Regions from separate parts of the Mus musculus genome. Here regions 1, 2, 3, 4, 6 and 7 are each linked to region 5. Evidence: chromatin contacts called from public promoter capture Hi-C data. All regions are on one chromosome and are shown on one strand. The core of a region is the stretch at or near the end of the contact, and the rest is flanking DNA. Distances in the headings are between cores, read along the strand shown.

Evidence for each region. Promoter capture Hi-C pulls out the DNA fragments that hold promoters and counts their contacts.
Region 1: a contact with region 5 is called in a promoter capture Hi-C map of second pharyngeal arch cranial neural crest. The contact joins the promoter of Scaf4 here to the promoter of Cfap298 in region 5. A contact is called at or near these places in 15 of 39 promoter capture datasets (the 3T3-L1 cell line, the C10 cell line, the HPC-7 cell line and 9 more), 2 of 484 Hi-C or Micro-C datasets (embryonic stem cells and muscle stem cells), 10 of 115 datasets of contacts at active chromatin or transcription factors (T-cell acute lymphoblastic leukemia, astrocytes, cardiomyocytes and 7 more) and 2 of 9 other capture datasets (adipose tissue and pancreatic islet).
Region 2: a promoter capture Hi-C map of liver shows a contact between it and region 5, with 4 times the contacts expected there. The contact joins the promoter of Dnajc28 here to the promoter of Cfap298 in region 5. A contact is called at or near these places in 6 of 39 promoter capture datasets (the C10 cell line, hippocampal neurons, liver and 2 more), 1 of 484 Hi-C or Micro-C datasets (liver), 2 of 115 datasets of contacts at active chromatin or transcription factors (microglia and stem cell-derived neural progenitor cells) and 1 of 9 other capture datasets (liver).
Region 3: a promoter capture Hi-C map of neutrophils shows a contact between it and region 5, with 5 times the contacts expected there. The contact joins the promoter of Atp5o here to the promoter of Cfap298 in region 5. A contact is called at or near these places in 3 of 39 promoter capture datasets (erythroid cells, neutrophils and pre-B cells), 2 of 484 Hi-C or Micro-C datasets (B cells and CD8 T cells) and 2 of 9 other capture datasets (adipose tissue and liver).
Region 4: a promoter capture Hi-C map of pre-B cells shows a contact between it and region 5, with 5 times the contacts expected there. The contact joins the promoter of Donson here to the promoter of Cfap298 in region 5. A contact is called at or near these places in 6 of 39 promoter capture datasets (the C10 cell line, hippocampal neurons, liver and 3 more), 1 of 484 Hi-C or Micro-C datasets (cortical neurons), 2 of 115 datasets of contacts at active chromatin or transcription factors (memory CD8 T cells and thymic regulatory T cells) and 2 of 9 other capture datasets (adipose tissue and liver).
Region 6: a contact with region 5 is called in a promoter capture Hi-C map of hippocampal neurons, with 4 times the contacts expected there. The contact joins the enhancer-like site here to the promoter of Cfap298 in region 5. A contact is called at or near these places in 4 of 39 promoter capture datasets (3T3-L1-derived adipocytes, cranial neural crest, hippocampal neurons and 1 more), 1 of 484 Hi-C or Micro-C datasets (cortical neurons), 2 of 115 datasets of contacts at active chromatin or transcription factors (epiblast stem cells and large pre-B cells) and 2 of 9 other capture datasets (adipose tissue and liver).
Region 7: a contact with region 5 is called in a promoter capture Hi-C map of hippocampal neurons, with 2.8 times the contacts expected there. The contact joins the promoter of Ifngr2 here to the promoter of Cfap298 in region 5. A contact is called at or near these places in 3 of 39 promoter capture datasets (the HPC-7 cell line, hippocampal neurons and pre-B cells), 1 of 115 datasets of contacts at active chromatin or transcription factors (embryonic stem cells) and 1 of 9 other capture datasets (adipose tissue).

What each region holds. Positions count from the first base shown.
Region 1 is chr16:90,282,117-90,286,223 of GRCm38.p6, forward strand. It overlaps Scaf4 (SR-related CTD-associated factor 4), which reads right to left and starts at 2,387. Exons shown (of 20, transcript NM_178923.4): 1 at 1,887-2,387. The coding sequence starts at 1,916.
Region 2 is chr16:91,617,474-91,621,477 of GRCm38.p6, forward strand. It overlaps Dnajc28 (DnaJ heat shock protein family (Hsp40) member C28), which reads right to left and starts at 1,526. Exons shown (of 2, transcript NM_138664.2): 1 at 1,285-1,526. It overlaps Gart (phosphoribosylglycinamide formyltransferase), which reads right to left. Exons shown (of 22, transcript NM_010256.2): 22 at 3,922-4,004.
Region 3 is chr16:91,929,458-91,933,346 of GRCm38.p6, forward strand. Atp5o (ATP synthase, H+ transporting, mitochondrial F1 complex, O subunit) reads right to left here and starts at 2,173. Exons shown (of 7, transcript NM_138597.2): 1 at 2,063-2,173; 2 at 897-947. The coding sequence starts at 2,098.
Region 4 is chr16:91,687,097-91,690,976 of GRCm38.p6, forward strand. Donson (downstream neighbor of SON) reads right to left here and starts at 1,632. Exons shown (of 10, transcript NM_021720.1): 1 at 1,311-1,632; 2 at 699-779. The coding sequence starts at 1,616. It overlaps Cryzl1 (crystallin, zeta (quinone reductase)-like 1), which reads right to left. Exons shown (of 13, transcript NM_133679.2): 12 at 3,608-3,653; 13 at 2,226-2,819. The coding sequence ends at 2,720. It overlaps Gm10785 (predicted gene 10785), which reads left to right and starts at 1,802. Exons shown (of 6, transcript NR_040389.1): 1 at 1,802-2,184.
Region 5 is chr16:90,933,475-90,937,240 of GRCm38.p6, forward strand. Cfap298 (cilia and flagella associate protien 298) reads right to left here and starts at 1,375. Exons shown (of 7, transcript NM_026502.2): 1 at 1,108-1,375. The coding sequence starts at 1,246. It overlaps Synj1 (synaptojanin 1), which reads right to left. Exons shown (of 32, transcript NM_001164483.1): 32 at 2,623-3,766.
Region 6 is chr16:90,249,985-90,253,720 of GRCm38.p6, forward strand. It overlaps Scaf4 (SR-related CTD-associated factor 4), which reads right to left. Exons shown (of 20, transcript NM_178923.4): 8 at 2,273-2,466; 9 at 1,891-1,999; 10 at 73-453. Among named protein-coding and RNA genes, the nearest start is that of Sod1, 31 kb to the left of the region's middle. Within about 2 kb of position 2,392, at least 7 of the 459 cell types and tissues checked have an H3K27ac peak or open chromatin away from gene starts, as enhancers often do. A contact at or near this core is called in hippocampal neurons, where this site is marked.
Region 7 is chr16:91,544,328-91,548,534 of GRCm38.p6, forward strand. Ifngr2 (interferon gamma receptor 2) reads left to right here and starts at 2,732. Exons shown (of 7, transcript NM_008338.4): 1 at 2,732-2,905. The coding sequence starts at 2,836.

The DNA of each region.
Region 1 (4,107 bases), core at 1,137-3,636, 650 kb before region 5:
CCCCTTCTTAAAGAGCCACACACAAGTTTCATATTTCAAAGCAATCAAATGGACTGCAGTTTTAGGCTATTTTTCCTCATCCATTCAACCAGAAGCTTCAAATTTTATTATCCTTAAAAGGTTCGATGGCCTTAAGTCTTTAATCTGTTGACCACTTCCTTAGTAGTCTAAAAATCCTAATTCAGTGGAACGATTAACATTAGATACCTTCCACAATACCTTAAATAAGGAGTGAATGTTTCTGGTCTTTAAAAACACACGAAAAATTCTTGTTCATTAGACCTTCAGGTTAGCTTTCACCTCAAGAGGTGTGTCTGAAATCTTAAGACTGGCATTTGTGTAAATTCACCTCTATTCAAGAACCATTTGCCAGGCACCTGCTATGAGCACCTGCTAAGAGTGCAAGTCAACGTACAACTTGAGTAGTTAGTGAATTATCACTGACTTCTGGGATCCCACATTATTTTACTGCTTTGAAAATCATCTCTAGTCAACTCTTTTTTGTTATTGTTGTTTTTTTTTTTTTGTTCTGTTTTGTTTTTTCGACACAGGGTTTCTCTGTGCAGCCCTGGCTGTCCTGGAACTCACTTTGTAGACCAGGTTGGCCTCCAACTCAGAAATCCGCCTGCCTCTGCCTCCCAAGTGCCCGGATTAAGGCGTGCGCCACCACTGCCCAGCCTCTAGTCAACTCTTTCATCTCACTTCCCATCACCAAGTGCCAACTACGGCTGTCTGGAAAGACATGGACTCCTCAGCTGAGGAAAAGTATTTTAAGGGGGTAATTTGGACAGCAATAAATATTCTCAACTGCAGGACTAATTGGAGGGTCCCCTTCTGCAGCGCTACGAATAGAAAGAGAAGTAACAACCTAATACTATTGCGAACTGAGCCACAGAAATCTCATTGTGAGATGGAGCAAGTTCTGACACCACATCAACACGTGTCAAACTATGACATCAGATTCCTTCAGTGGTATTTGAAACGGGAAACATACCCCAACTTAATTCACAATAGTTTCCACTCTGTAACTGCGTTTTAAAGCATCAGTGGTCGTCTCCTCCTCCCACATCCATTCAGATAAATAAGATAGTATGGACTTTATGCCCCTAAGCAGCACATGGAACGATCAGAGATACAACTAGAGAGCTTTAAGGCGGCAGGCAGCTTTGTTCCCGGTTTGGGGAGGTTTTCACATGTAAATGTCCCTGAGGAAGGGAGCTGAGGATTAAGTACCCCGAGAGGGCGGTGCGAGGGTGAGCAGGTGGAGACCCAAGCAGCCTTACTAGCGGACTAAATGGGGCGTACACTTTGCTCTCCCATTCAACTTTTTAGGTGTCACGATGTACAGAAAGGGCACGTTCTAGATAGAAAGGCCAAGGGAACTACCGCTCTATGTTCATTTGTGAGCGTGTCAATCCAGGAGGTGGGAGGGCAGACACCCTCTCTAAGTCTCCGCCAACCGGGATCAGAGTCCAGCGGCCGCCGCGCAGCGCCGCGGCCTGAGCAACAGGAGAACCCAGGCGGCTGCTACGCCGGCCCCGGGACTCGCGGGAACTCCCGCCCCTGAGTCGGCCGAGCGCTCCGTTGCAGCCCCTGGCGGGATCCCGGCCCCGTAAAGCCGATAACGGGGCCGGGAGCAGCATAAGGGCCACGTTGAAGAAGCGGGAGTCGGCACAGGCCGGAAGGGGGCGAAGGGGCACTGGCGGGGGAGGGGCGCGGGGTCAGCCCCCGGCGGTGGCCGCGACCTCTCCCCGGCTCCAGGCCCGCTGCCCCGGAACCGGGGCAGGAAGCGTCCCCGCCCGGACTCGGTGCTCGAAAGCCCTCGGGCAGCGAGAGAAGCGGCCCCGGCGTGGCCCGCACCAGCCCTAACCCCAAGCACTCCTCACCTCCTGGTTGAAGGCGTTGACGGCGTCCATGTTCGCGCGCGTTGCGGCGGCGGCTGCGGCTGCTCCGGGCCCGCCGGTCACCTAGACCTGGAGCGGCGGCTGAGTAGGGCCGGGTGCCGGCAGGGCCCTTGGGCGTGGAGGGGGAGGAGGACGGGAGGCGACGAGCGGCGGAGGCCGAGCAGGAAGGGGCTGCGGCCGAGGCGGCGAGGCTGGGCCGGTCGAGCGCAGGCAGAGGCGGCGGGCCCCTGCTCAGTCCCGTGCGCCGGAGGAGGGATGGGAGGCGGCGGCAGCGCGGGGCTCCAACATGTCCGTTTGGCGGCGGCGGCTGCGCTCTGCGTCGCGCTGACACGGCCCCCCGCGCCCTCCCTCACGCACTGGCCCACACTGGCCCGGCCGGCGAGCGGGCGGGCCTCTCTGTCTCTCTCCTCTCTTTCGCCAGCAGGATGGCGGCAGCGACCCGAGTGCACGCCGCGCGAAGCACCCTGGGACAGCTCGGGCCTCCAAGCGCTTCCTGAGCCCGGCTCCGCCCCGCTCGTGCTTGGCTCCGCCCACGCCCCGCCCCTCCGCGCCCCACCGGCGCCGAGCCGCTAGCGTGTGACCGCGCGTTGTCGCGCGCTTTCCCGCCGGTTGCGGCTGCGGAGAGTTCCCGTCTTCTGGGCTCAGGATCCGGACGACGGCTCCCGGGGTGCATTGTGTCCGGGCAGGACTGCGCCCTGCTGCTGCGACAAACAAAGCGCGGAGGGTGAGCGTCTGCAGTCTCCAAGTCCCCTGCTTCGACTTGCGTGCGGACCTGGTGGACGCCCTGAGCAACTTCCGAGGACTGGGCTCCTGAACCCCTAACGCTAATCTCCCCAAACCCCGTTGGGTCGCTCTCGGCAGAAGTGTGTTCTGATTCACTTGAGTTCTCACCGCCTGCCGCGCGCTGCGACCGCTGTCTGTTGGGTGTGTGAAAAATGAAAGTTTTTCTGTAGAAACCTCACTTTTGTGGAGCATGAGTATAAAAGCTAGAAGGCCTGACTCGTACTGGAAGTTGGGGACTACTTCCCGTAGAAAAGGGCGAGCATCCTAAAAGAATTCGAGAAAGGAGGGGCCCTCTGGACCTTGCGCGCTGTGCTATCACCTCTCCTTGGAGGACAACCGGCTGGTACTTAGGGAAAGCAACTGGCCCTACCGAGACCAGATCCTAGCAGAGTTAGGATTTTGTTCTTAAGGGGGCATCATGCAGGTTGACATCCTGCAAAGTATGCATGCGGAAGAAAGTGGGGCCAGGAACAGCATGGCTTCGGGCCCTGGAGATGATGAGGCTGAAGGTATCAGGCACTGGAGGAAAGACAGAATGGTGTTCCGGAGGGAAGATGCACACTGCTTCTTGAAGGACATGAGTGCTGGGTTTGCGTCAACTTGGTAATAATTTAAGGAAGGAATGAGTTTGAGGGCGTAATGGCTAATCTTTGTCAATGCCTATGAACAGTGTCCTCATTTAAGTCAGCCTAGTTCAGTTAACCACCATGCCCAAGTTTATCTGGCTAGACGGTTATCTTTTCGGGCTCTAGCCATCTGAGCTGTCCCTGGGATAGTTAACTGAGGGCTTTTGCGATATGGGTAAAGTCCAGGAAAATGGCTGAGAGGAGGTAGATACCTGGGATTCAATACTGCACAGCTAACAGGAGCTGAAAAGTCAGACAGACAAGGAGCAGAGGTGTTTAAGAACAAGGTGTTTGGCCCAGCATGGTGGCACACGCCTTTAATCCCAGTACTGGGGAGGCAGAGGCAGGTGGATTTCTGAGTTCGAGACCAGCCAGGGCTATACAGAGAAACCCTGTCTCGGAAAAAAAAAAGAAAAAGAAAAATCTCAGCCCTAACCAAGGCTGTGGGTTCAACTCCGACAGGGTAAGGATCAGGAAATGCCTCTCCATAGGATAGCTGTGGTTAACAAGAATTAATAGTAGGGCTGGTGAGATGGCTCAGTGGGTAAGAGCACCCGACTGCTCTTCCGAAGGTCAGGAGTTCAAATCCCAGCAACCACATGGTGGCTCACAACCATCCATAACGAGATCTGACTCCCTCTTCTGGAGTGTCTGAGGACAGCTACAGTGTACTTACATATAATAAATAAATAAATAAATCTTAAAAAAAAAAAAAAGAATTAATAGTAAAGTTCAAAGTAACCATAGAGAGGACCCTGAATATATCATCCACACAGAGAAGTAATAAGACAGTC
Region 2 (4,004 bases), core at 276-2,775, 680 kb after region 5:
GTAAGCTTTGGTTCTTGGGGGCAAGAGAATGGGTTGAGGTGTGGTTCCCAGCACCCACATGGCAGCTAATAAATGTCTCTCACTCTGGTTCCAGGGGGTCTGACTCCTTCTGGCCCACTCAGGCATTGGACACACATGGTGCACAGCCATAGTGTAGGCAAAACACCATATGTATATAAAAAAGAAAGTCAGTTCTTTGTAACAATGTTGCTAAACAAGAATATATAAGTATCTATGACTTTTCTTGGTGCAGCTAGAAAATGACAGTGATGTTTGGCTATCACATAGTGTGACAGGAACTGAAGTCTACTGCTTGAAGACAGGGTTTCTCTCTGTGTAGCTCTGGTTGTTCTGGACTCACTTTGGAGACCAGGCTGGCTTCAAACATAGAGAGATCCACCTGCCCCTGCCTTCCATGTTCTGGGATTAAAGACATGCATACCTCCGCCCGGATCCAATGCACAGAATTTTAGATCTAGAAAGTTGTTAAAACTCATCTAACCTAATTTTCTCATTTTATAAGAAAACGGGTCCAGAAGGTTAAGCAACTCTTAAGGTTAACCAAAGAACTTACATTACCAGGTACTGCAAATGGTTAGGTTTGGGGCACAGTAAAGCTTAACTGCTTTTTGCTTGTTTGTTTTTGAGATAGGGTCTCTCTACATAGCCCTGGCTGTCCTGGGACTCATTATGTAGACCAGGCTGGACTTGAACTCACAGAGGTCAGCCTGCCTCTGTCTCCTGAGTGCTGGGACTAAAGGAGAGCATCCAAGCCCCACACTTGGCTTAGCTATACTCAGCAAATTACACATTTCCCTGAGCACAATTTGTGTTGTTGTTTTGTTTTGCATACAGTGTAGAATGGTCGTCACCATTTCCAAGTATCTAACTTGCTGCATATCAAACAGGGAACATACAGACCGGTACTCAGTGGGACACCAGATGGGACTGAGAATCAAGAATGCAAGCGACTTTAAGGTCTGCACCTCGCTATTTGCTAGGTGCCAGGGCAAGGAAGGGCGATAAAGGGTGAGAGAGCTTTTGCTGTATTTAAAAACGCATGGTCCTGTGGAAAAAGATACTGAACACTGACGAAAGGCAACGGAGTACTTACTGGAGGATTACTGATCCTTTGAATGTAAGGTGCGTTTTAGAAGTCATGGTAGCCCGATGTCACAATATAGGGGTCAGTGGATTTTAGAGTTGTCTGGGATGCCGGTGGTTATGCTCACCGTGGTGAGGGGTGCCTCAGAAGAGTGTCGGTCCGCTGCACCCCCTACTCACCTTCACAGACGTGATGGGGGTTCAGCGGCTCGAAGCTCAAGCTGCGCCTTTGCGCAGCACGCGTGGCCCGCTCCGTCCCTGTCTCGGCTACTGGACCCTCTGCCGCGCTACACTGCAGAGCCTTTCTTCATACCTTACTACGACAGGTAGTTTCCCTCACCAGGGACAGCGATCTCTTTCTTATAAAACCATCCCCCACGGAACAGAGGACAGACTCCCCTGGACGCTTGTTGTTGTGCCGGGGGCGATAGGCCCCGCCTCTACCCGCTTTCGAGGGCAGGGTTCGGCCGATTTGGATTGTGGGAAATGTAGTTCTCCGGCAGGTGCAGAGTAGAGGCATTAGGGCCTGGAGAGGAGTTATGGCTTGTGATAGATTTGTGACCCCAACGTGTATGTAATTTGAAGAGCACTGACCTCAGTAAATTGTTTTAAATGGAGGAAGATTAGGCCGTTTGCCTCTATGGGACACCTGCACCGTCAGTAGGCTTCTTTAAGCCTAGAAAGATGGTCTTTCCTTCAACCAAGTTTGGATTAAAGGTGTGCGCCACCACTGCCTGGCCCAGCCAAGTTTGTTTGGGTGGATGGCTCTTGTTTTTTGACACTGTCTCCCTTAGCCCAGGCTGGCCTCACACTCGCTATGTAGTAAAGAGGGATTTTGGGTTGCACATCCTCCATGCTTCCGTTTTCCAGGTGCTGGGATTACACAGTAAAATTGCTACTTGTTTATGGAATGTTGGGGATATAAAACCAAGGGCTTATGCATGCAAGGCAAGTTCTGTCAGGGCTCTGCGTATTGTACGATACCTCACCCCATTGAGCACCGCACATAGCCAGGGGTTGGAAAAGAAGGGAAAAATGTGTCTTTGGTTTTATTTTATTCTTTATTATTTTATTTTTATTAATTATTATTATTTGGTTTTTTTGAGACAGGGTTTCTCTGTGTAGCCCTGGCTGTCCTGGAACTCACTCTGTAGACCAGGCTGGCCTTGAACTCAGAAATCCACCTGCTTCTGCCTCCCAAGTGCTGGGATTCCCTGCCTCTTGTCTCTTGAATGGTTAAAGACATGTCACCGCACTCCATCCTAAAGATACAGTTTTAAAAAAATTAGCGGCACACTTTTAATCCCAGCATATAAAGGCAGAGTCAGGTGGATCTCTGTGAGTTTGAGGCCAGTCTAGTCTGAAACTCTGTAGACCAGGCTGGCCTTGAACCCACTTGCCTCTGCCTCCCAAGCGCTGAGATGAAAGGTGCGTGCCACATCTGGCTTTGAAAATCTTATTACACCGGTTATGTTTTGTATGTGTAGTTTCGTGTTTTGTATGCTGTGGTCTCTACTGGTGGAGTTGGTTGTCTGCTTCTGTCGTGTGGATCCTGGTGGTCAAGCTTGAATGAAGGTAGAGTCTTTACAGGTTGGGCTATCTCAATCTTGAATAACTAATGTGTATATAGTAGCCGCTCACACTCAATGTGTCTAAATAGTATTCTGTTGTGACCATCATGAGAGCCAAGCATTGTGGGAGTTTGGCTGTGCTGCCTGAAAAGTGTTAGCCCATCGCCCGGGCTTGCTGACTCAGCACAACCTTCATCTGGGTCCACTGCTCCCACCTGTTGTATGCAAATCTGCCTTAACTGCCAGTGGCTGGCGGAGGGGCTTGGGTATATAGGCCAGGGAAGGCAATTCAGGAGGCTGGCTAAGCTCTGTAAGGAAGCCTAGTGATGTCTGCCCAGAGTGAGCTTTGGCAGAATGGCCCTGGGTTTGGGACCCAGGGAGAACGGAGACATGGTTTCCTCTTCCCCTGGGAAGGGGTGTGGCAGCATGCCCTGCCGACTCCTCCGCCTTCTATTATCACCTCTGCTATTTTAAGGCGTATTTTGATTTCAGGCAACCAGACACATGGATTCTCCTCTGGAGACCTGGTATCAGCTACTGTAGGGCAAGGCTGGTACTTAAAAAACGGGTGGAAGATTAGCTTGAAATAAAGAGCTAGAGCATTAATGTCCTCTGTTGTTAATCTTGAGTACCGAGGTCAAACTGAACATTCTAATCTCCAGGTCATGGGGTCACCGAGACTTCTAGTAGCTGGTTTCTATGTAAGTGGCTTCCCTAACCCATGGGATTTCCTTCCCACCTGCCAACCGTCCCTTCGACCATGCAGGGCGGCAGTGTAACACTGCAGACAGTTTTTGAGACAGGGTTTCTCTGTGTAGTCCTAGCCCTGGCTGTCCTGGAACTCTATCTGTAGACCAGGCTGGCCTCAAACTCACAGAGATCCGCCTGCCTCCTATGTGCTGGGATTAAAGGTGTGCGCCACCACGTCCTGGATTGCTTAGCCTCTTCTTTTAAGGCTGCAGTTTAAGGATCTGCTGTTGTTTTGAATTTAAAGCTTAAGAGAGGTTTCAACATGGTCTCTAAGTGCCCTCAGGTGAGGAATCCCGTTGTGCCGGCTGCTTGGCAGCTCAGGGTGGCTGGCTGGCTTCCGGCCGGGTGTGGTCATCGCTTGCTTGTGAGTGTCTGGAAGCAGGAAAGCAAGGCAAGCAGGAAGCTTGGAGATCTCTCGTCTGGGTTCGTAGGTGCCCAGGATGTTGGCGGCCTAGAACTTTCCACTTCTGGATGTCTTAAATAAATGCTAGATAAGTTTTCTTTTCAATGAACCTATTTATTTAAAAAATGGCAGCGGGTAAGGATTAAAGTCTTTTTGCCAGCAGGTATTTCAGTTTG
Region 3 (3,889 bases), core at 923-3,422, 1.0 Mb after region 5:
TGTTGCTGTAAGTTCCACCCAACGTCCCTAGAGCATTGTATTCTGCTATTCCTAAGGGGACCATGAGTGCAGATCACTGGCCTGGTTGCCCGAGAGCATACAGCAGCCCAGGATATCTTCAGATTCTGCCATGCATGAATTAGTAACAATGAACTATAGAATAAATGCACGTGCAGCCATACTTCAATCTGTCTTGGGCCAGAGGTCAGTCAGACTTCTGGTTTAAAAAGAATAGGCCAATAGACCTCTGCAATCAATGGTGAGACTCTTGGTGCCTGGGAATGGTACCTGTCAGTACTGATTCTGCTTGGGGAAACAAGGTGCAGGCTGCAAGCAGGCCTCACATCTGAGCAACTCGGAGTTGCCACAGAGTATCAACTGTGTGAGAATCTGGGCACTTCACTTTCTTTTGTTAGAAACAGTTCCTTCATAAAAAAAAGAATGAAAGGCTAGCTTGTCTATGGACGATTGCTAGGAAAAACAATTTAAGAGTCTTTTATACATACAGTGTGTGTGTGTGTGTGTGTGTGTGTGTGTGTGTGTGTGCGCGCGCACGCACTACACGCAGAGAACAGAACAGAAAACTTTCAGGTCTTTCTTTCCTTTCCCCCTCCGGGTTCCAGGGATTGAACTCACACCCTCAGGCCTGCCATCCAGCCCTTACCTGCTGAGCTCTTGCTGGGCCCAAACAAGTTATTTTTAGAACATTAAAGTCTAGGGTTGAGCCCACCCTGTGTGACAGGCGCCCAACAGCATCCCCTGCACCCAGGCACTCATCTGGGAACTGCCACCCTTGCAGACCAAGGTTATTAATTACACACTTCAACGTATTTCTGTTCAACTCACTCTTTCATTGTTTTCCAAACACACACACACAAATAAGTAAGCTGACATACCCTTACAAGCTTGGCAAAGGGCCTGACCACAGATGTACTGAAGCTCCGAACCTTTAGAACAAAAGAAAACAGATCAGACAGGGTTTCTGCATTAGCTTAGCAATGTGTTAAAATAATCTAATCAAATACTTGCGCAATTCCTTTCTATCATCACACAGGTTATATGAGTGGGAGCTGCTCTTTGTTATACACTCCCTATTGAGAATCACCCCAAATCCCTCCAGAAACTGCCTTCCCAACACCTTCCTCCCTGGATAGCTGAGAGAGAAAAGCTGCTAACTTCCCAAAGTGGAATTTTTCAAAATAATTAAGAGCTTTATCACATTTGGGAAGAATGCTTTATGAAAGCGGAGGATTTATATTACATCACCTTTGAGAAAAACTTTAATGAACATGAAATGAGTCCAGTCTTAATTCAAGGAAACCTACTTGCTTAGGAACTGAAATGCTATCTAAGACCAAAGATCTCTTGATACAGCACCAGGCTTCAGGCACTGTGTCTGTCACTGGAGCAGCCTGGAATCCAGTTTAAAAAGCGTTTTGCGAGGGCACAGGTCACAGTCATATACTACTCTCTCTAGACTAGAATGTACTCGATTGGAACTGGCTATGAGGGTTAAAAAACTTTCTAACGCCTTAGTAATAATTCTGTATGGTGCAGATGAAAACCATGACGGCTGTCGATACAAAATTATCATGGCAGATGACCCAGGCACGTATTTTTTTCCACCCAATTCCAGGTTCTGCTGGACTTGGCCTGTTGCAAGCTCGCCATCACTCACCAGCTGCCAGCCAAAGGGGAGACGTTTAGCCCTTCCCCCCTTCTTTATAAACACAGGGGATGCGCTTTTCCAACACTCAAAATCCTAAGCAGCAGGCAGCCCTTAGGTTTACCAGCAAGGACAGGCATGTACTCTCCCCAGTGCTCTCTCCCATGCCCTTGCCAGCTGCTCCGCTATGCAGTGAGTCCTGGATGTCAAGGTCAAGACAGAGAAATCCGTGCCCACTCCCCACGGGGACGAAACGCGGATCCGCCCCACGCTGCCTGCAGTCGCCGGGCCCCACGACCCTGGGCGGGCTGCCTGACCCCTCAGCCACGGCCTCACACGCGGCGATGGGAGCCGGGGACCCGCAACCCTGGGAGGGAGCCTCCCGCCAGCTTCTACCTGTCGAGACAGTCCGGACGCTGCAGGCGCGGCCATCTTTTCCCGGGCGGCTGTAGGTCAAACCCAAATGAAAAGAGACTACTGGCGCCAGAGCGCACGCGCGCGCGCCAGCGTGATCGCTCGGCTTTCTGGGAAATGTACGCGTCAGGAGCCCGGGAGTGTGGGTAAGAACCTCTTGCATGCTGGGAGTTGTAGTCCGTACCTGCCGCGGTCCGGCTGGACTCGTGAACCGGAACCAGAAAATTAAGTCTGAAATTAGGTTTAGATTTAAACTCTTTGCACATGCATCGTCAACATCGTTGACTCGTCTTGAACCTGCCAAGTGTGCTTCTGTGGCAATGCTTCAGGCTTTACTTAAAACAAAAACCAAAAGTGAACCTACCCGGGCGCACTTCTTGGCTCTTCTGGCCATATTTTGATTACATAGGACAGTTGACAGGTGTGTTTGTGCTTTTTCTTTTTTTCTTTTTTTAGATTTCTTTATTTACTTCATGTATATGAGTATACTGTAGCTGTACAGATGGTTGTGAGCCTTCATGTGGTTGTTGGGGATTTAATTTTTGTTTTTGGATCTCTGCTCGCTCCAGCCCAAAGATTTATTATTATATTATACATAAGTACACCGTAGCTGTCTTCAGATACACCAGAAGAGGGCGTCAGATCTCATTATCGGTGGTTGTGAGCCACCATGTGGTTGCTGGGATTTGAACTCAGGACCTTCGGAAGAGCAGTTAGTGCTCTTAACTGCTGAGTCATCTTGCCAGCCCGTGTTTGTGCTTTTTATACCCACAGACTCAAAATCTATATATAATTTATCTATATATAATTTACTTTTTAATATGAGGGAAGATGGATACAGAATTATATGGGTTGCAAATACATTCTTTTAGAAATTGTTTTATGTGTTTGAGTGTTTTCCTGCATATATTCACGTGTACCATGTGTGCCTGTTGCCTTAGAGTCCAGAAAAGGACATCTAGTCTCTTGGAGCTGGAGTTAGAGGCAGTTGTGAGGTGCCAGGGGGTACTGAAACTGAGCACAGGTCCTCTGCAGGAGCAGCCAGTGCCCAACCGCTGAGCTGTCTCTCCAACCTCAGAAATACATTTTGTATAAGCAAATTTCTAAATTATGGCACTTTAATAAACATGTCCATAGCTGCAGAATAACCTACTTTGATTCTATAACTTAACCATTCTATGACTTTTCAACATAACTCACGTGGTTTATATTACTTTAATATATTACTTTAATACACATCTGAGTATCTTTAGATATACTTTTTCATAATTTCAAAAGTAGAATTTAAAAGTTGATCGAGCAGCTTGACAAGTGAGCATGAGCACATGGGCACATGAGGCAGAGCTGCTTCTCTTCGGCTTACACTCTCACTAGCTGTGTGTGGATACTTCACTCCACTGCTGCAAAATGCTTTTACGTAAGCCTAATGAAAAGCGTATTCAGCACTGATCACATCTTATGGAACTGCTCATGTGTAGACAGCTGTTTTATATCCCAAGTCTCAACAAGGTATCAAAAAAAAAATCAACCTGTTTGCCTTCACAGGCTGTACTGGTTAGTTTTTCAACTTGACACATACTAGAGATACCTCTGAGAGTTAGACAGAAACCTCAGCTGAGAAACTGCCTCTCCCAGTTGGCCTGTAGGCAAGTCTGGGGACCATTTTCTTGATTAGTGATTGATGTGGGAGGGCCCAGCCCACTGATGGCAGTACCCAATGGCAGGTAGCAAGGGCAGGCGATCCTTGGGTTGTATATAAAGCAGGCTGAGCAAACCCTGAGCGGAAGTCAGAGAGTGGTGAGGAAGCAG
Region 4 (3,880 bases), core at 382-2,881, 750 kb after region 5:
AGAGAAGCTGACTATGTGAACACTAGCATGAATCTTGGGCACTCTCAGCCTGTTCCCAGTGGGGAAAAATGCATCTACCTGTAACTATGAGCAAGGGAGGGCAGACTGTTTCTCAACTTGTGGGAAGTGTTGAGCTTGATCCCCAGCACAAAGCAGGCTTTGGCCACCAGAGCCCATGTCTAGTATCAAAACACCTGTATAGAAATAATCACTCTCAAGTTTCTCTTTTCTTCTCAGAGAAGGTTCTCATGTGTCCCAGGCTGGCCTCAACTGTCTCTGCATCTGAGGATGCTATCAAAGGCCTGGCAATCCCTCCTTCACTCCAGTGAGACAGCTCTAAGTGTACAGCATCATGTCCCATGTAATTCATGGAATTCCTGGGGATCCAGCCCTGAGGTCTTTGAACATTAGGCAAGCATTTTACAAACTGAGGTTCAGTCCCAGACTTTGAATTCATTCCTGGAACTCATTTTTTCAAGAGAAAAGCTTTTGAGAAGTATGTTTATTAGAATATACATTATATTCAGCCCTTTGAAAGTATTTCCTAGAGTGAGCCATTGAGATGGCTCAGAAGGTAGAGGCACTTGCTTCTGGCCTGCCTGACAACCTGAGTCCAATCCTTCTACTCACACAGTGGAGGGACTGGCCTCTACACACACAATTGTGGCACAAACTAGAAATGTAATTTTTAAAAGTACCTGGGACAGTTCCGTGCCAGTTCTTTCATGAGATGATGTGTCCTCCCACAGCAAGTTATTTTCTTCATTAGAATCTAGAAGCTGAGGTTAAGAAAAGAGTGGTCCTTTTAAAACCTAAGCGATGAGGGAATGTGAACTATGTAAGGGCTCACCTGGCACACCAGGTTCTCAGGAGAGTGAGTGGGAGCTCACATCCATACAGTACCATGTTTCATTGCAGATTTGTGCCTGAACTTATCTAAACGGGAGGAAAGGCCAGACTTTGACGCATTTAATAACTGATACAAAAATCTTAGACCAAAAGTTCCAAAAAAGCTTTATGAGTAAAACCAACATTTGTAAATTCTGACCCGATTTATCTTCAACAGTCCACAGTAATTTCAAGTGCCTGAGAAAAAGGTCTTGAAAGGATGGTGAGAAGGCAGATTCTGTGGCTTTCCATCACAGTTCGGAGGACTATTCGAGCCACCTTCCTGGGTATCCATCCCTAAGTCCTTCTTACAGGAGAGGGCAGCCACCCCCTCCCCCGCCCCAGCTCAGGACATCAGCCTGCGGCGGCTGTTCGCGCCCATTCCCACCCCTGACGCCCGGCTGCGGGACGCGGAGACTCACCGGGCCCGACGCCCCCTGAGGACCGCGGAGCGGCTCTTCGCTGGCCTCGTCCGAGACTCGCGGCCGGTTGTCCAGGCGAGCGAAAGGGTTCCTGCGGGCGATGGTCGCGGCGGCGCCTCCTCTGCCGCCGGCGGTCGGGAAGGGGCGCAAGGGCAGCCCAGCCGCCAGCGCGGCGCGGCGGGGCGCGGGCTCCGGCAGTGAGGCGGGCACGGCGGCACCATGGTCCCGAGACCTTTTCCGGCGGAGCCGCACGGTCTCAGGCGGCCTCTTGAAGCTAGGCGAGTAGCCGGGCACCGAGACAGCCATTGCGCAGCACCGAGGCAGCTCCGCAGCCCTGCCGGGGCTTCCCGCGCGCCCCGGCCCCGCCCAGACCCCGCGCTGCTCACGGACTGGAGGCTCCTGAGGCCCCGCCCCGCCACGGGCCCGCCCCGACGGAGCATGCGTGCCAGGCCGTGCCGCCCCGCCCAACAGATTTCCCGGTGGCCGCTTCCGGCCGGGCGCGCGCAGCTCGCGGCTCTCCTGCTGCGAGGTCGGCGTCGCTGAGAACGCGACGGCGGCGCGCGGCACCCGGTAGGGCTCGGAAAAGGGATTAACAGTACCAACTCGGCAGCGGGCGTAGTGTCAGCCCCGGGTACGGAGCATGAATGCACAGCAAACAACACATTGATTGGTGGTGATGGGCAGTTACTTCTCTCCGTGAGAAGCCGCAATATCATTCTGAGAGAGACGGTGATGGGCCGAGCTCAACACAGTACCCACGAGGGGGAAATGTCCGCCAGCTTCAGGCTAGCCGCAGGCCAACTCTTCCACCCTTGTCCCCAGTGCCCGACCACCGCAGCCCTCTATGCAAATGCCGTCACTACTACAGGACCAGGTACTATGATTCCGTATGATCTCGGAGAAATTCAGAGTGAATGAATATTTAAAAACATTTTAAATGCCAGTGGATTAGATACTTTGAAGTCGGAAAGTACAAATGCTAAAATAATGGCATCAACGGTTTGTTAAGGAAGGTGTTGAGAATGAAGTTGATAACAAAATCAAATGACGTTTGGTATAGCAAAAGCATGTGACAGATGTATTTGCTAGAATAGTGTAGCTTTTGCTGAAAGCAGTTTTCTTAATGGAAAGAATTTTATAGCAGAGGCAAAGTGTACAGATACAATAACTAAAAGAAGCTTTTGGAATGTCCCCTTCAGATGGTAAAAAAATTATCTGGATTGTTTGCACATTAATTTTGGAAGTATTTTTCAAATATGTCAAATAACCAAACATCTTACTGTGGCAGGAAAACAGGCTTAAAAATATAAAATCTTGCTTTATCGTCCTTGGTTTTTCTCAACAATTTCCAAAGAAAACTGGCTTCCCCCACTGGTGTGGGTGCATCCGACTGAGATCAGGGAAGAGAATTAAAATTGAACGACTTGCTTTTTTCTTTCTTGATTTTTCTGAACAACTTCCATGGAAACCTTTGCCTCATACAGTGGGATGGGCTCATCGAGCAGAGGCCTGAGGAGGGAAATGATTCGAGATGTCAGGCACAGGCACAGAGGAGCACAGCACGCAGGATGCAGTAGACCACACATTTGCTTATTTTCCTTTATCTAACACAAGCAGCTCGAGCCTTTAATCCCAGCACTGGCGAGGCAGAGGCAGGTGAACCTCTGCAAGTTGCTGGTCAGCCAGCCTGAGCTAGATAGCTATCTTAAAAAGAAAAATCCAAACAGAAATTACAAATGCATTCATTAATATTTCTGTGGCTTAAAGAAGTAGTAATTTCCCCCCTTTTCTTTCTTTTTTAAAACTGGGTTTGTCTTGTTAGCTAGCCCAGTATGGCCTCAGACTCATGACTCTTAGCCTTCCAAGTGCCTTGAATACAGCTGTGTGCCACAACACTGGGCTAAAAGTGTTTAGGTTTTGAAAGAAAAAATATACTACTCAGTCCCTTTATCTAATTCTTACTTTATAATTGATATAAAATCCCAATTTAAACAACCTTGTCAAGCTCTGAATTATTTCAAATTCTTTGGCTAGAGGGGAAGGAGAAAGGAGAGACACACAACAGAATGGGGGTAGGGGTGTGGGGGAGAAAAAGCACAAGATCCTCTCTCTGTGGCAATCCTCACAGGTGCACAAGCAGACACATTTTGAGAAACATGAAAGAACAGCTATTTGTCTACAGTGAATTAAAAAAAATATATACAAGTACTAGATATACCATAAAATTGGAATGAATACAAACTCTTTATGTCTTTGAGAATTGAAAAATGATGATTTAGTTTTTTGTTTTAGCATACCTGAAAACACCAGCTGATAACTTCTCCATCACATCTTTTAAGATACGTAAATGGAAGGATTGTTAAGGTTCAACTTAGCAGAGAGGGGTAAAGAAACCATTCAAGATGCTGGGCAGGACTCCTTTTTCTTTATATATAGCTTTGCACTTTCAAATTCAAAGTGGCACCACAGCTACTAAAACTGTCAGTCACTGCTAGAGCAACGGGATGATTAGCAGTATCTGAGGTGTGACAGGAACACAAGCGCTGGAAGGCGAGTGGTAAGGACAGCCA
Region 5 (3,766 bases), core at 125-2,624:
AATTGGTTCTGCTTGGCTTTTGTTGACCTGGCATGAACATAGACGTATCTAGGAAGAAGGAACCTCAACTGAGAAAATGTCTATTTCAGACTGTTTGTAGGCAAGTCTGTAGGTAAGGCATTTTCTCAATGACAGTAAGGGGGGGGGGGGTAGCACTCTCCGGGTGGTATCACCCCTAGGCAAGTGGTCCTGGGTGGTATGAGAAAGCAGGCTGAGCAAGTCGTGAGGCGCAGGCCAGGGGCAGTGATCCTCCATGGTATTTGCTTCAGTGCCTACCTCTGTGTAGATTCACCCATGCAATTCTTGTTTTTTTTTTTTTTTTTTTTTTTTTTTTGAGACAGGGTTTCTCTGTATAGCCCTGGCTGTCCTGGAACTCACTTTGTAGACCAGGCTGGCCTCGAACTCAGAAATCCGCCTCTCTCTGCCTCCCAAGTGCTGGGATTAAAGGCGTGCGCCACCACCGCCTGGCTCACCCATGCAGTTCTTACATGCTGCCCCACACTTTCGGTTTATGATGTTAAAGACCCGGAGGTTCCCCCCACCCCCTAAATGTTTTACTTTTAATATGTCATTTAATATTGAGCCTTCTTTGAAAGCAGTTAAGTTTGATTATATATATAAAACGGGTCTTAAGGCGTTCTCTATAATGTAAAAATCATGTGTTTCCTAGGAGACAGAAAACAACACCAAGGCTCTCCCGGTGAGAACTTTCATGGGCGGCTTCAAAGCGAAGAGACTCAAGGGCCAGGGCTTTTAGCGTCTCAAACTGTCCCCCTTCCCTGCAGCCACCACTCACTCCACCCTCACCCTTGACAACTCCCACCGTCCCCGATCCCTCAGCTCCGTCCCGCCACCTTTCGACCCAGTACGTTCGCACTTCCCGGAAGCCCAAATCCCGGCTTAGCTCAGCCTCACTTGGCATCCCGGCTGCTCTCCTCCGAGTCGGCGGTTGGCTGGCGAGCCTGGGTTTCCTCCAGCCGTTGGTCTTTCATCCCCGGTCAACCCTGATGCTCCTTTCCCACCCCGGGCTACGGCAAATCTCCCCAAATCCTCGCGACCCCGGGCGCTGCCCCCTGACCCCGAAGCCGCCGGCCTCCCTTTCCGCACCTGAGCAGAGCCGGTGCACCTTCAGCCGCCCGTTGTAGACGCGGGCCACCTGCGCCGTGAGCTCTTCCAGCTCCGTGCTCCCGGGCGCCTGCAGTAAGAACTGGCTCTCGTCGCCTCTCTTCACGTGCAGCACAACCATGGCTGCGCCAGAGGCGCCGCCGAGGTGGCAAGGCTGCGGGGCAGGGACCACGAGGCCCGAGCCGGGTCGGCCGGACCCACACCAGCCTGAGATTAACCGCTGCTCCGAGGAGGAACCGTGGAACGCGGCTCACGCTTCAGCCCGGAGGGATGAAGAAAACGGCGCACGCTCGCGGAAGTGGCTGTTGCCAGGGGCAACAGTCAAACATTGAGCTCGTGCCCAGTTAGAACTCGCGCCTGGAAGGCCGGAGGCGCTGAAGAACAGGTTGTGCGGGCCGCACAGTCGCCGCTCCCGGAAGTAGCTGTTGCCCGGGCAACCAAAACCCAAACTAACAGCTAGAGGCCTGTGCGGACGGTCCGGGGACTCGGGAGATGTCCGCTGGAGGAGCATGGCGACTCCTGGATTAAGAATGAGAGCGAGCGCTGGGCACTATGGGAGCATAGCCGCCGCCAAACTCAGACTGGTTTCGCGCAGGCACGGATCGCTTCCGGAAATGCCTTCTGCTTTGGGTCTCCGGTCAAAAAGTGGGGAGCGCTGCTGCTGTGCAGAGCTCATTTAGTTCCACAGCTGTCTATCGCCCGTCCCATGGAGTCTCGGTCCCCCACAATCTCAGATAGGGCAAGCGGGCGCAGCGCTGTTCTTCCAGGGCGCTCAGACACAGCTGAGGATCCCATTTTAGTGTTATAAAGAGAAAACAAATGGATGGAAGAAAATCAAATAGAGGAGTAAAGAAAATTAGCAAAGAAAATTAACCTGTGCTTTGAAATGATCTCAAACTCATAGTTTCGCTAAATGGTGAGGGTTTTTTGTTTGTTTGTGGTGATGGCACATTAAATTTTTTACTTGCCAATGGAAATTCCTGGAAAGAAGCTGTGTAATAAAAACAGCAGTGATGTGGAGAGGCTGTGAATCTGCGGGTCCAGACTGATTACCTTGTCTCTGTTAGCTATAGCTCCTAGAACAGACGTCCATTGCCCTCCTATGGGTCAGAAATAACTTGCATATAGGCTCTGAAATCTATAAACGTAGCTTTCACTAACCCAAAAGTTAAGAATATCGTCAAATAGCATCTGGTAACTAAAGAAAAACTTCGTCTTACTGTATATGCCTCTCTGGCATTTCCACCAATGTATTTTAAACTTGCCATGACTTACGACTTTGTCTTAGAGAGCTACAAAACTTTGTGAACATGGAATTTGGGGTAACCCAAATCTGTCATGGTCATTCATTCAAATTTGGCTTCAGAATAAACTACCTCTTATTCCCTGCATGTATTATGTGCACACACACACACACACACACACACACGAATGTGGGAGTGCACACATGCATAGAGAGAAAAAAAAACCTCTTCCCTTTTGAGTAAAGAAGTCAGCTGGTGATAAAGACATATTTATTTCATATGACAGCACATCTCACAAGATATGTACAGAATGTATACCAGCAACTTTAATACTGTACTTCTATAAAGTATATAGTTATAAATACTGTATGCCACATAAGCGATAAACCTCTTACATACATATAAACAGCAATCTACTAGAGAGAACAGAGACTCACAGAGATTCTTAGTGTCTGTTTTCTGCTTTGACCAGACCTGGCAAATACACACGATGTCGAGTTCTTTGTAGCAAACTTTAACTTGCTTTGTGCGTTTCAGCAGCTACCAGACTTCCTGACAAGGCAGAGCTATTGCTCTGCAGACATTACAGTGGTTCACACCTGAGGGAGTCACTGCTCAGGGCTGCGATCCACACTGCTTCAGTTTTCTAAAGTGGATTAGCTTGCTAATGGGGAGTGGATACCATACACACTACTCACACAGATGTTACAGCCACAATCTCAACAAGTTAATTCACATTTTGAAGCACACTGCTCTAGTAATACTGCAGTTTAAAAGCTACTACTGTTGAAATGATTAGAACCCCAACAAGCACGATCTAAAACTCACAAGAGTTATTGCTAACAGCGAGTGATGGCTGCAGCAGAGTTACTTCTATAAACACAGGATTGTGATAACACTGAGCATTTGCAAAGGTGCTCTGTCCTAACAGATCTGCTCTAGGAGAGAAGTGCGATGCAGCCTGCTGTGCTTTTACACGGAGGTGAGGGCAGCCATACGTCCTTTCTAATCTTACAATACACATCTTTAAAGGTTCAGGTAGGTAGATGTAGGAACGTGGGTGTAAGCACATAACTCTCTTTTTATATAAAGAGAACATTAAGTCTTAATGGGTAAGGATGTTTTAACTTCAGCTGACTGACAACCAACTGACCAAACAATAGCTTAGGGAGTTTTCTGACTGGCTTAACTAATGATATCAAAATACTATGTTTTTGTTGTTTTGTTTTTTTTTTGTTTGTTTGTTTTTTGTTTTTGTTTTTTTGTAAAAATTCCATGTATTTTTTCCCACAAAATTAATAAACGTAAGATCAGTTGCATACTGGCAGTGCAGGAGACAAAATCCACAGCTAATTTGAGGTATAGCCTCTAAAGCCTTAAAGCAGCATCATGGATGT
Region 6 (3,736 bases), core at 1,142-3,641, 680 kb before region 5:
ACTAAACTCCTGGAGCACCCTGAAACAAAGTCAGCAAAGGAATGTGTATAAATCAACCTAAGAAACTACTACCTGCTGATGTGGTTTTTGTGAATGGGGTTCATTTTGTGGCTGAAAAGTTGATTGGAAAGTTGGCTGTACTGGTGGAGCTGGAGAAACCCCAGGCTGAGCCATCCCCGGCTGAGGCATGGCAGGCTGAGGCATGGCAGGCTGAGGCATCCCAGGCTGAGCCATCCCCGGCTGTGCCAATCCCGGCTGAGCCATCCCAGGCTGAGGCATCCCTGGCTGAGGCATCCCTGGCTGTGGCATTGTAGGCTGAGCCATCCCCGGCTGTGCCAATCCCGGCTGAGCCATCCCAGGCTGCGGCATCCCCGGCTGAGGCATGGGAGGAAATGGAGGTGGTGCAGAAAGAAGCCCAAATCCTGGCATCTGTCCATTAGGAGGAAGTGGAACCTTTCATTTTAAAGAAGAGTTAAATCTATTAAGTACCAGCAACAAAAAATAGTTTTGAAAAACTTCAATACATTTTAATTGAGAAAAGCTACCCGGTTTCTATACCATCATTACATATTCAAATATGACATATTTGAAAGTTCTGCAACTCATCCAGAATTCTGAACAGTGATTTAAGGTGCAGCTTTATGTACAAGGTGACAATGACAAGCTAACCTCAGCCAAGGAGGTGCTTGATTGCAAATGGTCTTCTTTCAACTTTTTAACAGTAATTACGATCTTAGAAGGAAAAATGGCTGCAAGAAGTGGTTTCTTGATTCCGTTAAAAAAAAAAAAAACCTGGGCCGGGCATGGTGGCGCACACCTTTAATCCCAGCACTCGGGAGGCAGAGGCAGGTGGATTTCTGAGTTCGAGGCCAGCCTGGTCTACAGAGTGAGTTCCACGACAGCCAGGGCTACACAGAGAAACCCTGTCTCGAAAAACCAAAAAAAAAAAAAAAACCAAAAACCCGTGTTTGCTAGGCATGATGGTGTACAGCAGAGTTGTCAGGCTGATCTACAAATGGAGACAGATCCTCACACAAGGCGTCATCTCAGAAACAAGTACAAAAGAAAAAAACAATGGTCTTCCATTCATAGCAAAGCGAAGCTACAGAATTTCCTGTAACCCTCTGGTGTGACTAGTAACACAACTGACACTAAGAATGGAAAGCTCTCTATAGTATCCAATCATCACAGCATGCAGGAAAGAGACTCTAGCAAAGGAAACATTGTGTGACTAGGAGGTTTCTTTACAAGGTCAATGTTATTAAATTATTTTAACGAAAACACCTATTATTATTAGATGAAGATGTCATGTTTCTAACCCTGTAACTGAAATCAAAAGCAACTCAAGACAGTAGCCACTTCACAGCCTCCACTGGAGCTGCAGCTCGCCTCACAAACTGTGCAGTAACAGCAGTGCTCAGAAGTACAAAAAGGTCAGTACAAGAAAAATGGCCCAGGATGGCCTTGTTGGTCATCAATGGGAGGAGAGGCTCTTGGTCCTGTGAATGCTTTATGCCCCAGTGTAGGGGAATGCCAGGGCCAGGAAGCAGGAGTTTGGTGAGCAGGGGGAGGGGAGAGGGAATAGGGGATTTTCGGAGGGGAAACCAGGAAAGGGGATAACATTTGAAATCTAAATAAAGAAAATATCTAATAAAAATAAAAGAGGAAGCCGGGCAGTGGTGGCGCATGCCTTTAATCCCAGCACTTGGGAAGCAGAGGCAGGTGGATTTCTGAGTTCGAGGCCAGCCTGGTCTACAGCGGGAGTTCCAGGACAGCTGGGGCTATACAGAAAAACCCTGTCTCAAATAAACAATAAACAAACAAACAAACAAAAGAGGAATAAAATGTAAACATGGAAAAAAAAGAAAAGAAAAAGAAAAATGCCGGTACCTGATGGTGCATCGTATCCTGCTGTATTGGCATCATTCGAGGCTGAAACTGGTCCATACTTTGATGCTGTGTGTATGCTGGCTGCTGCACGCCATCTCCAGGGTACCCACTAAAATGAGGTGAGCACTTTCATTACTCACTCAAAGCACTCAATGCCCTAAGTCACATTTACATTACAGAATGTCACTCTGGAGTAACAAGCAATCAACAAATTTAGTACAACACAAATGCCACATTTTAAAATTCTAACTCTGATAAGGACACTATTCCCAATAGGAATTTCTTTAATATAATTTTTTAAAACAAAGACTGTACTGGAATGTGTTTTTATCCTAACTGGTGCTTAGATTATACAACTTTCAAGGCATTAGGAAGAACTCACAATGGGGTCTGTGGAGGAGGGGGAGAGGTAGCAGAGGGCACAGGCACAGCCGTGGCAACAGCAGGTGTGGCTGCAGTGGGTGCAGGAGGCGCAGCCGTGGCAAGGGCTGCGGTGCTGATGGCTGCAGCATCCTCTTTCTTTGAGTCTTCCACAGCTTCTGGCTCGTCATCGTAATCGAATCTATCAAGCAGCTTCTGCAATATTCCATTTTAAAACAAAGACTGAGTCACTAAAAGAGAAACTACAGAAATCACACGTTTGCACGAGCCCCTACCATGCTCTATAAACAATTTCTTTTTCTCCTGCATGTTCTGGGGGCCTTGGTCTAAAGACAGGCAATTTTGACTAAGTGCACGTTAGAAAAAAATACAACTTAAATTCTATTTTCCTTTTCCAATGATGAAAGCAGTGTTCTTTTTTGCTTATTTCATAGTAAGTTTATGAGTACACTTATGTAAAACACCCACTTGCTTAGGCTAGCCTTCTGGAGCTCTGTGCACAGGCTAATAGGTGTATGCTTTCAGGCAGCTACAGTGCAGACTTTACCCTATCCCTATAAACACATATGCCCATGTGCTGCCCAGTCGAGAATATACTAATATAATCAAAGAAAAAAATATATGGGGTAGGACAGGGCCAACAGTCATTTCAGCAGTTTTACTATAAAATTTCTTTCTTAAAACTTCACAGCTCATACAAATTTTCCCAAACTTTTCTTAAAACAAACAACAAAAAACCTAACCCATATAATCTGTAAGTTCATGGGTTGGCAGGTAAGCTGCCTGTCTTGCAAGCCTTTTGAATTCCACCCTTAGAACCCTAGCAAAGGTGGAAGGGGAAAAAAAAAGACTACTCAAAATTGTTCTGACCTCCATGTGAACCATGCCATACGTAATTCACTCCCATCATAACTTTAAAAAAATTAAGCTTATTTTAAGGAAATGTAATGCACTGAACAGTTACTGTGGCTCCCTTTAGAGAGACTATACACTTTGTAATCATAATAAAATCTGTGATACAGACCTGATTTCATACTTTACATAGATAAGGCTCAGGACATCAGCTAACTTTTCTCTCCAGCTATGCCTACTAAACTCATGGCTTTACACCTCAGGTTCCTAACTCACGTTTCTTGTGCTGTTCTGCCTTCAAGCTCCAGTGTACGTTATGAAAAGATTTCTAAGTCACAAGAGGAAGGGCTTTCCTTAGACAACAGATTACACAGAACAAGTGTAAAGAGTGTTTGGTGACATAGTAAAAAACTCTTCTCCTTTTTCTGACATAGGGTTTCTCTGTGTAACAGTCGAGGCTGGCCTGGCACTCTTTGTAGAGTGAGCTGGCCTCGAACTCAAATCTGCCTGCTTCTGCCTCTGCCTCTCAAGTACTGGGATTAAAGATGTGCATCATCAAAGCAGTAAACTTCTTTATAAAAGAGCAATTAGTATTTTCTGAATATAATCTGTA
Region 7 (4,207 bases), core at 1,482-3,981, 610 kb after region 5:
ATAATTAGCCTCCAAACGTAGACACCATTGCATACGCCAGCAATATTTTGCTGAAAGGACCCTGATATAGCTGTCTCTTGTGAGGCTATGCCGGTGTCTGGCAAACACAGAAGTGAATGCTCACAGTCAGCTATTGGATGGAACACAGGGCCCCCAATGGAGGAGCTAGAGAAAGTACCCAAGGAGCTAAAGGGGTCTGCAACTCTATAAGTGGAACAACAATATGAACTAACCAGTACCCCCAGAGCTTGTGTCTCTAGCTGCATATGTAGCAGAAGATGGCCTAGTTGGCCATCATTGGGAAGAGAGGCCCCTTGGTCTTGCAAACTTTATAGGCCCCAGTACAGGGGAACACCAGGGCCAAGATGTGGGAGTGGGTGGGTAGAAGAGCGGGGGTGGGGGTGGGGGAGGGTATGGGGGACTTTCGGGATAGCATTTGAAATGTAAATGAAGAAAATATCTAATAAAAAATTGGAGAAAAAATAATTGTTGGCTTACAAAGTTCGTTTGGGGCTGGAGAGATGGCTTAGCAGTTAAGAGCACTGACTGCTCTTCCGAAGAAGGTCCTGAATTCAAATCTCAGCAACCACATGGTGGCTCACAACCATCCATAATGAGATCTGATGCCCTCTTCTGGGGTGTCTGAAGACAGCTACAGTGTACTTACATATAATAAATAAATCTTTAAAGGAGAAAAAAAAGAAAAAAACTTTGTTTTCACTTCACAACTACTGTTGCTCTACATAAGCTATAAAACATGGCATTTCTCAAGACTCTCATAGCTACCGGACACTTCCCTATGTGAGAAGTGTGTCAGATAGAAACTTCAAGAGGAAAGACACAGAAGCCTTATCAAAGTGGCTAAAATCTCCTACTTTGCAGATCTCCAGGGACTGGAGATTCGCTCAGCAGTTAAGAGGGCCTGATGCTCTTGCAAAGGCCCAGAATTCCAGGACCTCACAGCCATATGTAACTTCACTTCCTGGGAGGTGATAATCTCCACAGGGCCCTGCACACACACACACACACACACACACACACACACACACACACACACACATAAATATTTTTGAAAGCATTGTGATTGTGTTCATGCAGTGCTGGGACCAGTCTTTGCTCTCATGGTTTTGGAAGATGCAAATAAAACACCCTAAGGTTTAGTCTTTTGCTGTGTCCACAATAAGCCTACCTCCAAAGGGGAGAAGCAATGGGGAGGTAAGAGAGAGAACACAGAAATGGCGGCACACAGCACAATCAAAGCAGTTGCTCAGAGGGACAGACAGAGCCAGGAGTGCTACACACACAGGAAATGCCAGACCGGAGTTCCTGTTATCTTCCGCTGCCAGCTGCCAGATCTCAACAGAAGACTCAGCTATCAACGACATCAGGGTTCCTCTAGGCAGGAAGGGCAAGAGAGTGGATGCCAGCACCTAGCTGGCCTTGCCCTGACAAAGTTGCCTTGGGGAAAGGAGAGAAACGCTTGTCTTTGGGGGGTTGTATGCTTGAGGCATGGGGTACAGATCCAGGGAATATGCCCTTAGCACTGTGCTGAGGGAGGGAGATTCTAGACAGGGGTGTGGTAGGGAGTGGGGTGAGGCAGTAGTAGCACTTCCAAAGGCTTACCATTTGGGGTCAAGACCACAGGCTGAAAAGCTTAGTGATCACAGGTCCTTCGTGGCTTTAGCTGAGTCCTTTTCCTTACCCTGTCTCATAAAAATAAAACATGCCGGGGGCAGGGCACGGGGCACTCAGAGGGGTATACTTATAATCCACAGCCTGTGTGGTTAGGTTTTCTCTCCTCTGCGGTTTTCAACACGTCCTGTTGAGAGGATCCCCACAGCCCTCCTCTTCTCCTTGGCATGTAAGTACATTTCTGGGTCTTGAAATTCTCAAGTCATAGTTCAAATTTTTGCTAGATAATTTCATCACGTATTTTTATAACAGGCCAACTTCTGGAGCCACAGGCACAAGGGAAGGGTTTGGGGGCCCACGACTAACCCCTGAGAGGTAGAGATGTGAGGATCTGTGAAGTTCAAGGCCAGCTTCAACTACAGTTTAAAGTGGCTTCCTAAGACTGAGGCCTCAGCGGTTAGGAGCAATAGCTGCGGTTCGATGACCCCTTTCTTTGACTCTTGTCTCCCTCTAACCATTCCTTTCGTTGCCCCCTTTTTTGTGGCCGAGGTGTGAACGTCTCTGCCAACAGGCTGGCCACTGGGGAAGGCTCAGGCTGGGAGCCTATCCCTGCCCTGCTCTGGGGTCACTTCCTCGTAGCTTCACAGCCACAGAGGGCCAAACCCACAGACTATTAAGCAACCAGTACAGTTCCTCTAGCTTTTCTTCCTCTGTGACACCACGGCCTAGAGGGTCCTCTCTGCTATACCCTTAAGTAGCCCTTTGCTTAAAAGGATTCAAAGCTTAGCACGATCTTTCCGGTCATTAAAGAGAACAGAATTCAAAATAAATGGGTCCTTAAATCGTACGTGGCGGGAGTCCGAAGTGGGGTGGGGTAGGGTGGGGATGGGTGTCCACGGGTCTCTCCAGAAGGATGGTACTAGAGATCTCTGGCCACACATTGGAGGTCGGCTCGGCGAGGTGTGGCCGGAGTCACCGGGGCTGTGTGCTGGGCTGCGGGGGCCGCGGTTCCCGGGAACACCGGGGAAAGTCCCCACGGGCCGGGCGGGGGCGGGGCCGGGCGCGGTGGGGGCGGGGCGGGACGCAGGCGGGGCGAGGCGGCTCTGCGGCTAGGCTGGGGAAGAGGCGGGCGCTCGGCTCGCCATGGCCGCTGCGGTGCGAGTCTGAGCGGCGTCCACCCCGCGGTCCCGGGCCGCCCGGGCCATGCGGCCTTTGCCACTGTGGCTGCCGTCGCTGCTGCTCTGTGGGCTCGGTGCCGCGGCGTCCTCGCCAGGTAAGCGCGACCCAGGAGACCCCCCACCCCACCCCCGACTCCTCGGGCTCTCCTGGGTGTCGCGTCCGCGCGTGGGTGGCTCCGGGAGCTTGCACCCGGCACAGGGTGGGGTTCTGCAGTCGTTCCCGATCTGCGGGTGACCGCGATCGGACGGGGCACCGACCAGGAGGAATCTGCAAGAGGGAGCTGCAGTGAGTGTAGCGTGGACCACGGGGAATTCCAGGCCTGGAGGTGGAGAGCCCAGTTCGTCTTTGGCTCCTTGGTGCCAGGGAGATCAGCTGACGGGCAGGACCAGTATTTGTCTGGGCAGCCTATAAAATCCTCGTACTCAGTTCCTCGGGATCTTATAGATGGGGAGCAGAAATGCCTGTGTCCCCTCCAGTGTATGGGGACAGAGGGTCAGCTGAGGCACACTTTTAATCTCAGCTCTATCCTACTCCGCCCACACAGCCCTTTACCGGGGTTCAACTTCCCACTTTTGTCACCAACCTGACTGTATTTATGAGCCAGTCATCAAAACCAACAAAAGAAAGACATCACTAACCAAGAACATTCTTCCTACGTGATTATATTTTGCTGGGTTCTTTCCCGTGCAGAGATCATATCAAAGCTTGGATATCTGGAGTCCACAGTGGTAGTGGGGTGCACCCTTGTGAAAACACAGAACTCAGGATGAGAAAAAGGGGTCCTGAAGTTTCTGGCCGGCCGGGCCGGCTTGGTTTACTCAGTGGGTCTTGCTGTTGTTGTTTATTTTGTTTTTTTTATAGTTTGGCCATTAGTTAAATAAGCCTACGAATTGGGACGTTCCCTCCCATTGGAAGTGGTGTTGAGGAGTTAGTTGGTCCTCTGTCAGCATCCCTGCAAAGGCCCTTAAGTTCCCTTTCTCCTTAAGGGCAGAGGAGCACAGGAGGATGAGTGGGTTACGCAGTTAACTTGTTCTCCTGGAGTCAGACAAAGACTTTAAACCCTGGCTCTGATGTTCCCCATTTTGCCTTGAGCAATCTGTGTCTGACACACCCACACACACAGGTCTCCTTTGGAGGAGAGCCTGCGATTGTCTGAGATGTCTGTGAACTATGTGTTCAGAAGTTGATAGGCGTATTTAGAAACTTTACAACAGACATTTTTCTAATGATTAACTTTTTATTATGCTCCACAAAAGTCGTGGTCTGTGGCTCATTAACAACAAATTGGATCCTTAGATATTTTGAAAATGGTAGCCTTTTGTAAATTTCTTAGACTCTCATGCCACTCTTAACGCGAAATTTTCACACTTTTTTTTTAAAAGAAAAACTAGGATAT